Regions from separate parts of the Drosophila melanogaster genome. Here region 1 is linked to region 2. The links are chromatin contacts, called in public targeted proximity ligation maps. All regions are on one chromosome and are shown on one strand. The core of a region is the stretch at or near the end of the contact, and the rest is flanking DNA. Distances in the headings are between cores, read along the strand shown.

The links.
Region 1: a targeted proximity ligation map of the Kc167 cell line shows a contact between it and region 2, with 6 times the contacts expected there. A contact is called at or near these places in 2 of 107 Hi-C or Micro-C datasets (the OSC cell line and the S2 cell line) and 3 of 7 datasets of targeted methods (the Kc167 cell line and the S2 cell line).

Annotation. Positions count from the first base shown.
Region 1 is chr3L:14,419,041-14,426,116 of dm6, reverse strand. lncRNA:CR46031 (long non-coding RNA:CR46031) reads right to left here and starts at 1,616. Exons shown (of 2, transcript NR_133239.1): 1 at 1,353-1,616; 2 at 191-1,231. The region is part of intron 4 of bbg (big bang); the gene reads left to right. It overlaps lncRNA:CR46032 (long non-coding RNA:CR46032), which reads left to right and starts at 4,823. Exons shown (of 1, transcript NR_133238.1): 1 at 4,823-5,515.
Region 2 is chr3L:14,213,538-14,220,858 of dm6, reverse strand. CG7768 reads right to left here and starts at 2,655. Exons shown (of 2, transcript NM_168584.4): 1 at 2,569-2,655; 2 at 1,885-2,514. The coding sequence starts at 2,476. The coding sequence ends at 1,982. All of the region lies in intron 7 of nuf (nuclear fallout), which reads right to left.

The DNA.
Region 1 (7,076 bases), core at 367-2,866, 210 kb before region 2:
CCCCTTTTCCCCATCAGCAGTGGGCAACCCACTAACTTGGTTTCTACTCCAATTTACTTTGTTAGCGAGCGTGATGATGACAAACACAACCTTTCACACTTAGCCAGCCGTGCCAAATGCACGGAGAAAAATATCAACAAATTATTTTTAAAAAGACGAAAAAACGTATAATTCGTCCGTTAACTGTTTTAAGAACTCAATTCATATATTTATTTCATTTATGTAGCATTTAATCATTAATCCTTTGTTACAAAGATTACTTTCGGATATGTAATGAGCAATTAGATTCAATAATTGGTTTAAAATGTATTATTGTCAAAGCTAGGGTTAATTTTTCAGTGTCCCTTTAAGTCAGGCTGAAAAATTCGCCCTGTCATTCTCCGGTGATCTCTTGGCCTTCTCCGTTCCCCATTTGCACCATCTCGCCTTTTCTTTTCCTGCTCATTTGTGACACATTTCCTTCACCGACCAGTAAAAGTTCTTTAACAAAGAGCTCGGAGACAATTTGTATGCCATGGACAAACATTTTTGCCAGTGAATTGAACTACTTTCATTTAAATCGGTGGAAAGGGGATTGTGAGGGGGCATTAACATAAATATTTGATGCGATTTGCCGGCAAATTTGCTGTGTCAAATGCACCATAAACACTCAACTCAAACTCACCTACTTGGCTGTCTGTCATCGTTGGCCAGCTTTCATTCAATTTTTTTGCATGAAAAGCAGCGACTTGTGAGTGCGGAGGGGCATGCCTCCTTTTAAATGCAACTCCAGCAATCCGGCCATAAAATCCAACATTTAATGCGAAAAAGAGGCCGCAGCTGAATAGTTGAAATTCGCCTGAAACAAATTTTTCGCTTTTTGTGACAAGAATTTGCAAATGTCAACGAAAATTGCGAATTTCGCATTAAAGAGAATTTGGCAAAAGGGGGGGAATACCAAAGCTCCAAAAAGCGAACCAATTGAGATCGTTTTATAAGGTTTACTTGAAGATATTTTTTGTCTTTTGGTCGCTTCTTATACAACTTTTGCATTTCTTTTCTGGGGCATTTTGTGCCTGGCATTTTTAAAGAGTCCAGAAAACGGATCCGTAACGGAATCGGTATCACATCAAAGGTCTGGACACGATATGCCCTCCGATATATATTTCGATGTGATGTTGAGATATGTGGAGCATGTGGAGCGTGGAATATAATAAATATAACTCTGGTGGGATCCATTAAACTGATGATTCTGTGGGAATGAAAAAGAATAATATTCATCTGTTCATTTTATACATATACATGGACATGTCTTGTGTTTTATTATACTATTAAATTAAATAAATTAATGATATTATTTGACTTCACTTGACCTTAGAGGAAAGAAGAGGTATTGAAACGAAATCTGTCATACGCTGGTAGATTTTATTCATTCACTTTTTCACTTGAATTGAAACACTCGATTTTTAGCTTGGTTTCCCTTTTAACCATATTGTATTTCCATCCGATCTGTTTGTGTACTTTTCCACTTGTTATCATTCTTTTCGTGGACGTTTCGCCTTCGCATGTAACACTTGTCTGGCCTGACTGACACTTTTGGTATCCGTCAGATACTTTTACAAGCTCGGTATTTCCATTGCGATTGCGCTGCTCACTTCCCCCTCTTGTTAATGACAACTTTGCTTTTATTGCCAGACAAGAAACGAATTCAAAGACACTTGAATAAATCGAATGGTATACAAATATTTCGGACACCTGTCGACACAGTATCTTTGTGCGGGATGCCAATAAAAGAGGAATCCAACTGTTGTAAATTCAATTGTTGTCCACAATATTATTTACTGCGGGATCTAAAAATGATTTCTGACTCAATTAGAGGTTGTTGCTTCTTCAATCCCGTGCCGAAGCTCATAGATATTTTCCGCTTGATTACCTAATTGATATTGTTATGGTGTCATAATTATTATCACAACCTTTTCAGCGATAAGGCGCAATTTATTGGCAGTGATCATTGAACACCCGAAAAGGTCTGTCATCGGCTTTGAGAACCCACAAGATTTCTCCAACTAATTCGACCATAAAGGCGTCCAACTCTCGACTCTCTGGCCGAACTAATTCCCCAAGTGATTCAGATAAAACCACAACAAAGGTCACGCTTTAATTGATAAGAAAACAATGCAGAGTCTCCAACTTCTAGTTCGTTACTTTTCGAAATCTTCTGCTCACTCGCTTGGAAATCCTCAGAGTCGAGCTTCAGGTGACGGGCCCTGCCCCGATAAAGATCGCACCCCAGACAAAAAGTCGGGGGCCCAGAACTCCGGCAGGTGGTAGGTTGTTCGGTTCATGCCACAATCGAGTGCACTCCTCCTCGCAGAGGAAACGCAGAGAAAGACACAGATACGGATAAAGAAAAAGATACTGAAACAGGGACAGAAACCGAAACAGAAACAGCAACAGAACCAGAGAACAGAAACACTTTTAATAGTTTTGAACCTTTTGTGCTTGGGCTTCCACTTAAAATGTGCAGCGGAGCGTGCCTTTCTCTGGGGTACAAGTAATTAACCCATGTTGCCATTCTTCTTCGGGACTGTGCAAAACATTTAATTGTGCCGATTGCATTTCCAGCATACGTACATATCTGAAATGCCAAAACACAAAACACACTCAAATTAACTCCACTCGACGCGAAGATCAAAAGTACTGGCCGCCGCTACGGTTCTTGACATATTCAAAGCATTTCCAAGTCGGGGTTATTAAAAGTACCAACTCATCATCATCATCTAAGCCGGCTAGGCGATCTCATAAAAACCGCCAGACTTTCCGGGTTATATAAGCACCACAAGCACCGCACAGCTCCACAAATGTCACACTTGAAAATTAAAGCAGAAAATATAATAAAAACGAAGCCCAGCAGTCTCCACTGAAGCCAATTAGTTGCTTCCGTAACTTCTTGGTATTATTTTAATTATCTTCTTTCAGGCTGAATTTTACTTTTGGATCTTGGACTTATTTAAATTACTTTTTAACTGCAAAAAGATTTATTGGGTTATACTCATAAAGATCAACAGCAAAAAAAAAGGCGCAATAAAGCCGAGTTAAGAGTACAACTAATTTATGGGGAGATGCATTTTTTCGTTAGACTGCTGATCGTAAAATTCCTGGGAAATTATCTTTTCGGATATGAATCGAGCTTTGTGGAAAAGCAAAGTTAGTTTCTTGGAACTACCATAGGGACCATGGGAACTGATTGGATTGCAAAGCTCGCCAAACTATAAACATTTCTACAAAGTATATTTTTATTTTAATCGAAAAGCGTAAGTCGTATGTTTTATGTGTTGTATTTAACGTAATCATAAATAGAGCTTTCCACGACATTACCTTTTCCATTATTTTCTCTAAGCCTGTTGTGCATAAGTTGTTTTCCACATCTGCTCGTGAGCAAGCATATGTCTGTGTAAAAATCTGATATATACCCAACTATCAAATAATTCATAACGTTCTTGCCGCAAATTCCGTGCCCCCCTTTTCCCATTGCTTTCCTTTTTCTACGCACCTGGAGGCCTTTGCTGCGAAATGGGTAACAACAACAACCACAATGCAAGCAACAGCAATAACAACAACAAAAAATGCGTTTAAGTCAAGTTTGCCGCGAGCTTCTCGAAAAGAGTCGCCGCCGGCTTTTAATGTGTGCTATGTGTGTGAGGCACAGTAGAGCTCCTCTAACGCAACCTACTTTAAAAGTTAACAACACATATTATTATTTTACGACTTCAATTGAAGGGTTCGTTTTTTTGTTTTAAAAACTGAAGTCTATTTTTGGTTTGACATTTTAGTTTTCCACTAATTTTAAAATTGTCTTAAGCAATACTGACTAGTGACTTATACTTTGTTTGCTTAGAGCACGGTTTGTAATAAATTATAGCGATGTTATACTGTAAAGTGTTCTTCGTGTGTGGCAGCTGCGATTCGACCTCAGTCGGTGACTGCCCCCGGCACCGCGCCCTCGTTTGTGGCACTTTAGCTCGATATTTATGCAACGGCACACACTTCATTTCCCTCTGCCACCTGTCCCCCTTCCCATCCTCAGCTGCAATTTAAGCGCACATTTTTCTTGGCAACACACATTTTCCTCCGCTGCATCGGAGTAGTTTTTCCAGCTCGCTCTCTCCCACTCTCTCTCATTGTTTGCAACACTTGGCGCTTGCCACATAACGACAACAGCAGCATAAGTTGCAAGTTGCAACTGCAACATATGCAACAGCAGCAACATATGCAACAGCAGCAGCAACTGCATCGTACCATGACACATTAAATGCAAAACGGCAGCAAGGTGTGAAAAGGGCGGCGGAGGGGTGACAAGGGGTTAAGGGGAAGGAGGAGAGGAGAATGAGGAGCTTGGACCGGGTCTTGAGCAGCGGTTTCTGACTGCTGCTTCTTCTTGGCCATCTTGCACATGCTGTTGGTCTTTATTTAATAAAGAAATGGCTTGCGCATTTCTTAACGTGCCCTACAACCAGATGACGTTGGCATTTGAGGGGTATACGGGTAGTAAGGACTACAAAGAATGCTTGAAATTTTAAATAATTATAAATATTTGTATTTTTCAATGATATATTATTTTTAGTTTGAATTTGTCGTCTGTGACAATAAAATGGAGAGAAATAATCGTTATAAAGGGTTACCATTGACTAATATGACATAAAATATTTCGATGTTTTAAAATATAAAAATGGGCTTTTAAGAATCGGTAGAATCAAGTTCTTAATTTCGAAAACTTTTTATTATTAAAAGAGTGCTAATTTCCGTAGTTTTCTTGATTCTCTTATTATGAGTGAGTCATTGCATTTGGAAGGCAGTCAACATTTTTCCTGCCTAATGAAGACTTGAAAATTGGGAACACATTCAGTCGACCATATCCTTCGTCCTTGCATCGCCCTTATCCATTTTACGCATAATAAACCGTATACCACCGCCGTTCTAACTGGTTACAGCCCGAGCAGCTGTTGCCACTCTGCATTCCTCTTAACCCTTGTTTGTAGTTGGTGCTGCTCTTATGACAAAACAATTTCGAAAACCAGATTTGACGAGACGAGATGGAGGGCACAGGTATAATATACGTAAAGATGGCAAAGATACGCATAAGAATCCAAGGCAAACTTGAAGTTTATTTTTGGCACACACACACACAGCAGTCGAGCAGAGTCGTCAGTCAGCTGGTGGAGATTATGATTATGCAAACGGATTGCAGTGGATAGTGATCATTAAATGGCATTAGATCATAATAACCACCTTAGGCCAGCCGTCAATCCGTCATTTCAGCATCGAACACACTTTAAATAATTGCACATTTCGTCCGAGAGACTTTAATAAAATAATTAAAATGAAATATGCGGAGCTCGCTAGTTGGGAAATCCAATTTTTTCTTTTCGCCAATTCAGAAAATTGCGATGGGGATCAAAAGAAGGAGAGGAACCAGCTAAAGCGACCGCAGACTGGAGACCGATGGCATAAAATTCTGCGGGCTACCAATCTACGCATTTTTTAACCCCTCTTGGCTCCCGTCAATTTGGAACGTCAAAAGAAGACCGACGGCGGTGCGAAACAAAAAGGCAAAACGCGATAAACTGTTTCCATTTTAAAGAACTTTGTTGAAAAGCATAAAAATTCAACAGAAAATATTAATTTCAATTATTTAGCTACCCGCCGCCATATCGCAAAGCTCAGATTTTTCCCACCGCAACAAAAAAAAAAAGGGGCAGAGAAAAATGTGAAAAAGCAAGAAGGGGGATCCCAAAGAAGGCAGCATTTTGTTCGCTAAATGCGAGCAATTTGTTACAGGATTTTCATGGGTTCTGTGGGAAAATCTTTAGACCGGCAAAAAGGCCATTTATAATTATCAACTGTAGGTGGCGCTCTGGGAGCCTCTCGCATAGCGGAAGTTATTGTAGGAAAACTGCAGTTATGCCACTGCGCGATTTTCCAAAGAACTTGACATTGGATGGCGGCTTCTTCTTTAGCTGCTTTGTCTTCCATTTTCCACTCATCTATTTTCTTCGGTTTCACTTCTAATTAAAGACGACACTTTGGCATGTTTTGTAGCACGGAAATGCTCGAGACAGCTTTGATGAAAGACCAGGTGAATTAAAAGGGGCAAGAACCAAAGTTGCCGCAGAAGTCGAACTGAAATTGTCAAGTACCGAGATCTAAATGATATTTTAGCACGCCAATGCAGTTGAGTATTTACGAAAGACCAAAGAATGTAATTGAACATTGAAACTACCAGATCGATCAATAGATGGGAAGGAAGTCATTAAATGAATTTAATTAGGCACACTTGATTGTGTAAGAACAGGTCCAGCTTGAGAGTGACTCTTAAAAATAAAGTTGAATCACAAATCAGTAGGTTAAAAAATGATTCAATCAATTCAATATGAGCACATAAAATGACGACGCCAGCAACCTCGCATTGGAGTAACACCCCAAAAAGAATTCATTATGAAATTACCTTTCCACACGATCTCCTCTTTCACTTATTTTAACTCTCAATCTAAAATTGGCAACACTCATTATAAGAATACCGTAACAGCAACCTTTCACACAAACTTGCTGGTTCAGAATCCCTGTGGATTTTGGAGACCCCCTGAAAATTACAATTAAAACCAACTCCCAGAGACGAACAGATCATTTCGCAGCGGGTGCTAATGTGAAATAAAATTAAAGATCTGGGAAAGAGAGGAAATAAATAACAGTAAATTATGAAATCTTATTTAGAATCGTTTTTCTTAATAGCCGAACCGTTTGGCAAATAAATACACGAAAATATGCCAAGATTGAACTTTAACACCGACACCAAGCTGATTCGATTAGCACTCGATAAGCAACGAGTTTTTGAATATTCAAACACCTATAAATACCAAACACTCCACTCATGTTACACTTGCTAGGCGAAGATTAATCGCTTGACAGCATACTCCGCTACAAAAATGCGATACTCGGATATTTTCTTACCTAATTTGATTAATTAAGCCTGTAGTAGCAGCTATTTTTTGTATTTAAGGAAAGATTGGATCGATAAATAATTACAATTATTTTTCGGG
Region 2 (7,321 bases), core at 1,406-3,905:
GTTTTTAGTGCTAGTTTTCAGTTCCGGTTAGTTGTCTTCTGTGCTGTTAGGGCACTGTGCCGTTAGATTTATATGCCTACTAATTGACGAACCATCGCTAATGAAAGAATATTTTCCTACCAAACTTAACGGTACGGAAAATGCCTAGTAAAAGAAATTAAGAAGTACGAGTTATGTATAATGAATGAACTTGGAACTGCTATGCGTTATTCTCGGTGGAAGCCCTTGATTTATTTAATTCCCTTTGAATGTAGAAACTGCCGAAAGCAATGAAAACAAGACTTGATTTTTAAAGAGGCAATATTATTTTTTTTTTTTCATCTTCCTAAGTTTACTAAACTTTTTAAGAAAATACTTAAACTTGTCTCCATTAATAATAAAAAAAATCAACACAAAAAGCACAATTAATTTACATTGTGCCGGTTTTGCAAATTTGATCACCTTATCTTTCTTCGTTTTACTTCATCAATTACCGTCAGTGTTTTTTCAACTTTTAACGCCCCATAACGAAGAATTGCTTTGAATTGTTTAAAGCTATTTTATTTTTTCTTTCATTTTGTCCCATTTATTGTATCATTTATCAATTTTATGCCACACTTGATTTCCATTTTTTATGTTTCGATAAAACACTTGGCAAACTGATTCAACCGCACTTTTCAATTTAAGATCAATCAACCAATATATTTGCCAGAGGGTATGAAAATTAGAAACATGAGCCGAACAAGGCTACTTTGATTACGGGTTTTCACAACAGACCCTGTCATTAACGAATTTGTTTTGATTTCACATTTTTCCTTAAATAAGCGGTTAATGAGCCAAAGGCACCTGACACAGCTGATAAGCGAATTCGATCGATAATAGGTAACACACAAAAAACACACGAATTGAGGTAACTTTGGGTTAATTTTCTCGAATTTCGAACCTTTTTTAATTTGGCTATTTTGCTTAGGAGAGCAGCAGCAGCAGCTGCATTTTCCTTTTCCTTGGCAATTGCATTGCCCAACAACAAAACACCCGCGCGAGAGAGCGCGAGAGAGTGAGAGACAGGGCGACCGTTCGATGCGCTGCTCCGCTTTTCTAGTGTTGTGAACGCGGCAAGCGTTAAATGCAATCTGAGAGAGGAAAGCGCTGAAAAGCCAGCGCCAAGTCGCGGCCCCTCCTCTGCCGCTGCCTCGGTCGACGTCGGCAGAAGCCGCGACTTGTTTTGGGTGCCCGAAAAAATAACGAAAAGAAATACAAAAAAACAGAGCCCCAAAGCAAAACGAACGCAATAGAAAAATTCCACTAATGTGACTTAGCAGTGTTGGAAATTCGTATTACATGCACTTGAGAAAAGAAAATTTTGTTTGCTGAGTGGCTTATATGCACATACACATATACACATTGTATAACATAGTTAGCCAGGTGTTTTTAGGTTTGAAAAGAAATACTAACTTCCAAATATAATATTTGTTTAAACAAAACTTATATTGCAGAATATATTTAAAAAATAATGGATTCAATTTGAGTTTTTGAATGTATTTAGTAAAGTGCACTTTACCAAACATATACATATGTATTACTGGTGGTTAATTCTTTTTTTTCATCAGTGTATGTGACTTAATAGACATTTGCAAAGTGCATTCGGGTAAAGTGGATAGAATGGCTTGAGGGAAAGGTGATGGGAGACAGAATGAGAATCGAGTGGAAAGAATCAAAAGCGACATATGTGAGCAACTCTTGAACTAAATTGAGTCAATTAAAAGTAATGGAAAGAAAAATCAAAGGAAAATGAGTCAGGGAACTGGGCTGTTCAGGGTGCACCGGATTATTCAACGAATTGGTCTGAAATGCGTAACATATGAGAGCGATGTAAATAGTTGAACCGACAAAATACATTTTTTTGCACCCCCTTTTATTTTGCAAAGTTTTCTTGAAAAGTATAATTTCAGTGTAATAGTGTAAATGTGTGATTGACAGCACTATTATGTATTGACACCCTTCAGAGGGCTCCGCAGTCTTCGATAATTACTTTCTTGCTGGTCTTCCCATCTTGTGAACCGTAAGATTCTACCTTCTGGACGATATCCATTCCCTCAACGACCTTGCCGAACACGACATGCTTATTATCCAGCCATGTGGTTTTCCCGGTGCAAATGAAAAACTGAGATCCATTGGTATTGGCCCCAGCATTGGCCATCGAAAGTACACCAGCTCCGGTATGCTTTAGCTCGAAATTCTCATCGGGAAACTTGTTTCCATAAATGGAGCGTCCTCCAGTTCCGTTTTGATTAGTGAAATCACCGCCCTGACACATGAAATTCGGGATGACGCGGTGGAATGGTGATCCCTTGTAGCCGTACCCCTTCTCTCCGGTGCAGAGGGCCCGGAAATTCTCCGCCGTCTTGGGCACCACATCCGAACGTAGTTCCATCACAATTCTACCTAACTTCTCACCTCCTGCGGCTATATCGAAGTAAACGCGTGGCAACGACATCTTCGCAGATGCCGAAAATTTTCGGAGAAAAGCCAGATCTATTAGGTTTAAAATCGAACGATGCCTTGTTCAAAAACAAGAAATATATTTACCGGATAACTTGGTGGTGTCAGCTTTATGATAAAAAAAAGTAACGACTTTCAAGAGAACCGTACAGTAGAACAGCTGGAACTGAACTGACGAATATTCTGGGCTAGTCAGGGATCTGAAGTAAGGGCTCGTTGAAATTCATTTCACAGCCTTCTTTATAAAATCCAGTAGCAAAAAAAAATGCCTGCTTTGGCTTCCACAATTTTTAATACATTGCAAATGATCGGTATATTTGGATATTTTAAGGTAATATTGTCCTTAAAATACCTTTATCCGTGTCTAATCTTACAGACCTTATTTACTCTTCTAATTTGTTTAACCGCCGCCTTAATCAACGCAAAACTCACAGATACTTTTAAAGCCGGCTATATTTACCTTTCATTTGCAGTTGTGTACAAACTTTATATATCCATCCACGCGATGAGTGTATGTTTGTATAATTAGGCAAAAAAAATAGTCAATATTTATTTGCCAAAGCAAATACAAACTGTGAGAATTATCCACGTTTTAAAGAAGCTGCTATTGCATTTATATTTATTCATTTGTTTGTTGTCTATATGAACGCATAGCACTCCTTTAAAACTCTTCTATCCCCGACTTCTTTGGGTTTAGCACATTTTGTGTATATATTAAAGTCCAGGGCCTAGTGAGTTTCCAAGACAACAATTGCTATTTGGGTATACATATACATAAGAATTGTTATAAGGGGAAAATAAAGGAAGGTTGAAGTACGATAAGATTGGCTAGTAACCGAGAACGTTGTAAACACAATGTTCGATAAAGTAGGTTTGGCATATTTAATAAGTTGCACGGACTTTCCCTTTATAAGCTTTATAATCATTTTTTATGTATTTTTCGCTCATAAATAAAAATAAAAATTAAAAACAAGCTACTTCAAGACCCTTAGATAATCTCCCCTCAAAATGCCAAAAGTTCAAGATGATTTAACGAAAGAAGGTTATTCGCACGTAGGTCGTAATTGTTAACTCGACTCTCCACTGTCTCATTACTTATAATAAATTGTAGTGCGACCGAATAGCGAAGACAAGAAAGATACAATCCATAGTTGGCCAAGACAAGTGTAGCCCCAACTGAACTCGAACTCGAAACCGATTCGATTCGTTTTGACTAGTTACCCATTAATGTAACGCCCCGTTCGCCTTGGACAACCTTGTGCAAAAAGTAATATACGGAAAGCCAACATGACGTAATGGAAAGCGTAGGATTTCTACTTGCCAACTGCTCCCACTGCCACGCCCCCAGAAATAGGCGCCTCTTTTATGGACTTGCGAGTGTATGAGTGTGTGTGGGAACATAAATTCACATTATGGCCAATTCTTCGGGCGATTTTTCAGCTTAGATAAAAGGTAGACAAGAAACACTTTTGTGGGTTCGTTTTAGCACTTACCAAGTGGAATTGGTAAGATAAGAGTGCTCGAGGTAGTTTGTGTTTAGCTATTGTTTTGCTTACCTGGAAATAAAGGAAAATAAAGAACAAATTATTATTAGATTTGGAATAGCAGAAGTCAAGATAATAGATATGGAAATGAGGTGAATGTAAAGTCAACACAAGAAGCACTTTAATGTCAAGCAATGTTTTTCACAGGATGTACAAGACAAAGGGGAAGAAGAAAGAACCCAAAAACAACTAACCTCACACAAACTGTTACACTTTTCCCAAAAACTTTAATACCAGTTTTATCGTAAAAAATATAACAAAAGCCCTAAGAAATATTTTCATATTTTCCAACTATCGCCGATCGATCCATCAACTGAAAACCTGCAACGAAAAACGTTTTCCGCACCCACACTCTATAAAAAAAAACCACTGAAAATGGATTTTGTCTAGCGGTTCGTGCCATTCGTTCCATTCGCCACCTGCTAGGGTCGTCTTATCGATTAAACAATTTTGCTGGCACCTTTGACGCCCACCTTTAAGACCATCAGAAGTCGAGGCCCGGCACAACATAAAAAGCATAAAGCCGAGCCGAATGAGATATGTAGGGAAAATACAAAAATAATACGAAAAAAAATCGAGTAAAAGCCATAAACGAAAATCAATTTTTAACCCAAATGTGACGTTGACCCAGAAACCATCGAAATCCCAAAGACAAAGAGACCCACACACACAACGAATTGAAGCATAAACGTTGCAATTATCATAATTAATGCAAATGCTCCTTAAAGTATACCAAAGTAAAAACGGAATTAAATACTCAAAGGCATTTACGAAAGCGTTTAACCCAAATGGGTTGAAATTGCTGCTATTGAATAGATGTTGCAAGTCCATAAGGGGGAGGTTAATTGGTCGGAATGACAGAGAAATTGGTTTGCTTAGTCATAACATCTTGGGAGTGTAATGTTAATGTTTTAAAAACAGTTTACAAAGTTTGGGAAATATTTTTGTTCACCTTTAGAATCATAAATCATCTTGTAGACCATAATATACATATATAATACCAGTAAGTAAGCCGATGTTCAATAAATTCAAATGTTGATTTCTTTCCAGCGCACTTTGAATATATTTGTTTCCTTCCTGCTGACTGAAGCTTCATTTGTATTCCATTTACTATATTTATGCATTCTATTAGCCAGACACCTGGTGGAAGTTTTTTTGTAAAGGCGATGCCTTGTAGGTGGCTGTTTCCAGTCGACGCCTTCGTCGATGTTGTGCGAAGATATATGCACATGTGTATATTGCCACTGGAAGAGCCAAAGCCGGGGGGAGATATTCAATTCGAGCGATTACCAAATCCTAAACATTTTGCTTGGGCAACTTCAAGTGATGTCGTCAGCGGAGATACTCCACTTGTGCATGTATTAGGCCAAGAAAATAAAACAGATTTCATCCCCACATCTCTTGCCAACACTGACAATTGAACAAATTGCAATTGTGGCATTGTCTTGGGCCTGCCTACAGTTATAATTGCATAAGTGCGACGATGCAAAACAGCTGCAAAGAGCCCGAGACAAATGCAGATTTTAATCAACCTCTGACAGCGCTGGGAAAACTGGGAAGACCATGTCAAGATCCCCCCATCCCGAAACCTTACGCAACACCTTCGGTTCAATCCAATGCGATTCTTTTCTTCCGCATTAGATTGTCTGATGAGTGACCTCAGCTTAATTAAGCCAACGGAGCATTAAAAAAAATGATGGTCGGGGTGCGGAAAATTGGGTCAGCAGTAGTGAAAGAAGAACCAAATAGAAAATCGTATTCGGTGCAGTGAAAATCTTTTTGGATACGCTTAACACTTTCCTGGGCATCGGGCCAAGGTGAGATGTGGAAAGTTTCTTCATTTTTCACAATCCACTTTTACATAGAAGTTAAGATTGAATATTAAGACAGAATGGGATATAATTACTACTTTTATATTGCTGTTTAGGTAACTGAAATGTATTTTGAAATCAAACGAGCGAATTAATATTTCAATCCAATGTACAGTTGATGCCAAAAACATTCTCCTTCTTAATAAGCCATCTGCTTTTCCCAACTCGCAACTCATTTCGTATTCAACGCCCAGTTTCACACAACAATCAAACGAATTGCGAGGCACTTCTTTGACTTGTAATGATCTTTTGGCCCAACTCCACCTGTTTCGCACCTGGCCAAAAACCCTTCCCTCTTCTACAAATACCACTTCCGTTTCCCGTTGGACTGTGTTGCATAAAAGAACAATCGCACAGGCGCGTTTAAAAAATTGATTCGTACGTGAGATTTTTCGCAAAAATCATTTTCACTCCTTGTGTTTATATTTCTCCTTTGTTTTTTCCTCTGCGCTTTTCCACCTTTCCTTTTGTGTGCCGGCGACTTTTACCACGTTCATTCTCCTTTTATTTGTTTATTTTGAGCAATTATGCAGAAAGCGATTTTACACCGGTCTGTATCACCATTATATGTTTGCACTTCTAGCAATTGATTTTATTTTGCTTGCTTTCTTTTAGGAAATCTTAAGGGTTTCAATGATAGGAAAGAAAGTTTTTGTTAGAAAAAAATAACTTGGATTGGATTTTGGTATTGAAACTTTCATAAAAGGTAAACAAATTATTTATTTATATTAACGTAAACTGCAGAAAAGTAAACATATTAAACATGCATAAGCTTTGTACTCAAATAAGCACATATCCATTACAGAAGTCGATGAAAACCACACACGTATTGAACGCTTCCTCATATATGTACATATGTGTGTATTTCTTTCTGACGTTTCCCACAAGGAAAATCGAAAATAAACCCTGCAGCCATCGATGATTTCCCGACCTCTTTGGCACTCAATCAAATAAGCATCCACATGGGCAGTGGGAAATCTAATCGACATTGATCCGGCGGAGGCTGAGTGAATTTCAATGACCTTGAGGCGCCAATGCACTCCCCCCAATGGCCATGGCCAAAATTGCAGAGAGCCTGCTGAAATGCTTTTGCTTTTTTTCGCTTTATATAATAGTCGGCGGAGCACAATCGGATTGGATCCGCAGAGATCGCGATAGACAACGGCAACCTACACAAAACCAAAGCACTGAATTTCACCTGCCAAGTAGCCACGAACTTCCAGTAAAAATACCAGCGAAGGTGACTGCCTCAGCGATTGAGGGAAAGAAAACACGTTTGATTTCATTGCGGCCGAAGATCCAAAGTGAAAAGTCACAAATTCACTTTTCCAGGGATTTCGGTTTTTTATTTTCTCAACGAACATGGAAAACATTTTCGGAATTTCGACTTGAATGAAAATGATGTTCAAGCTCACACACATGCTG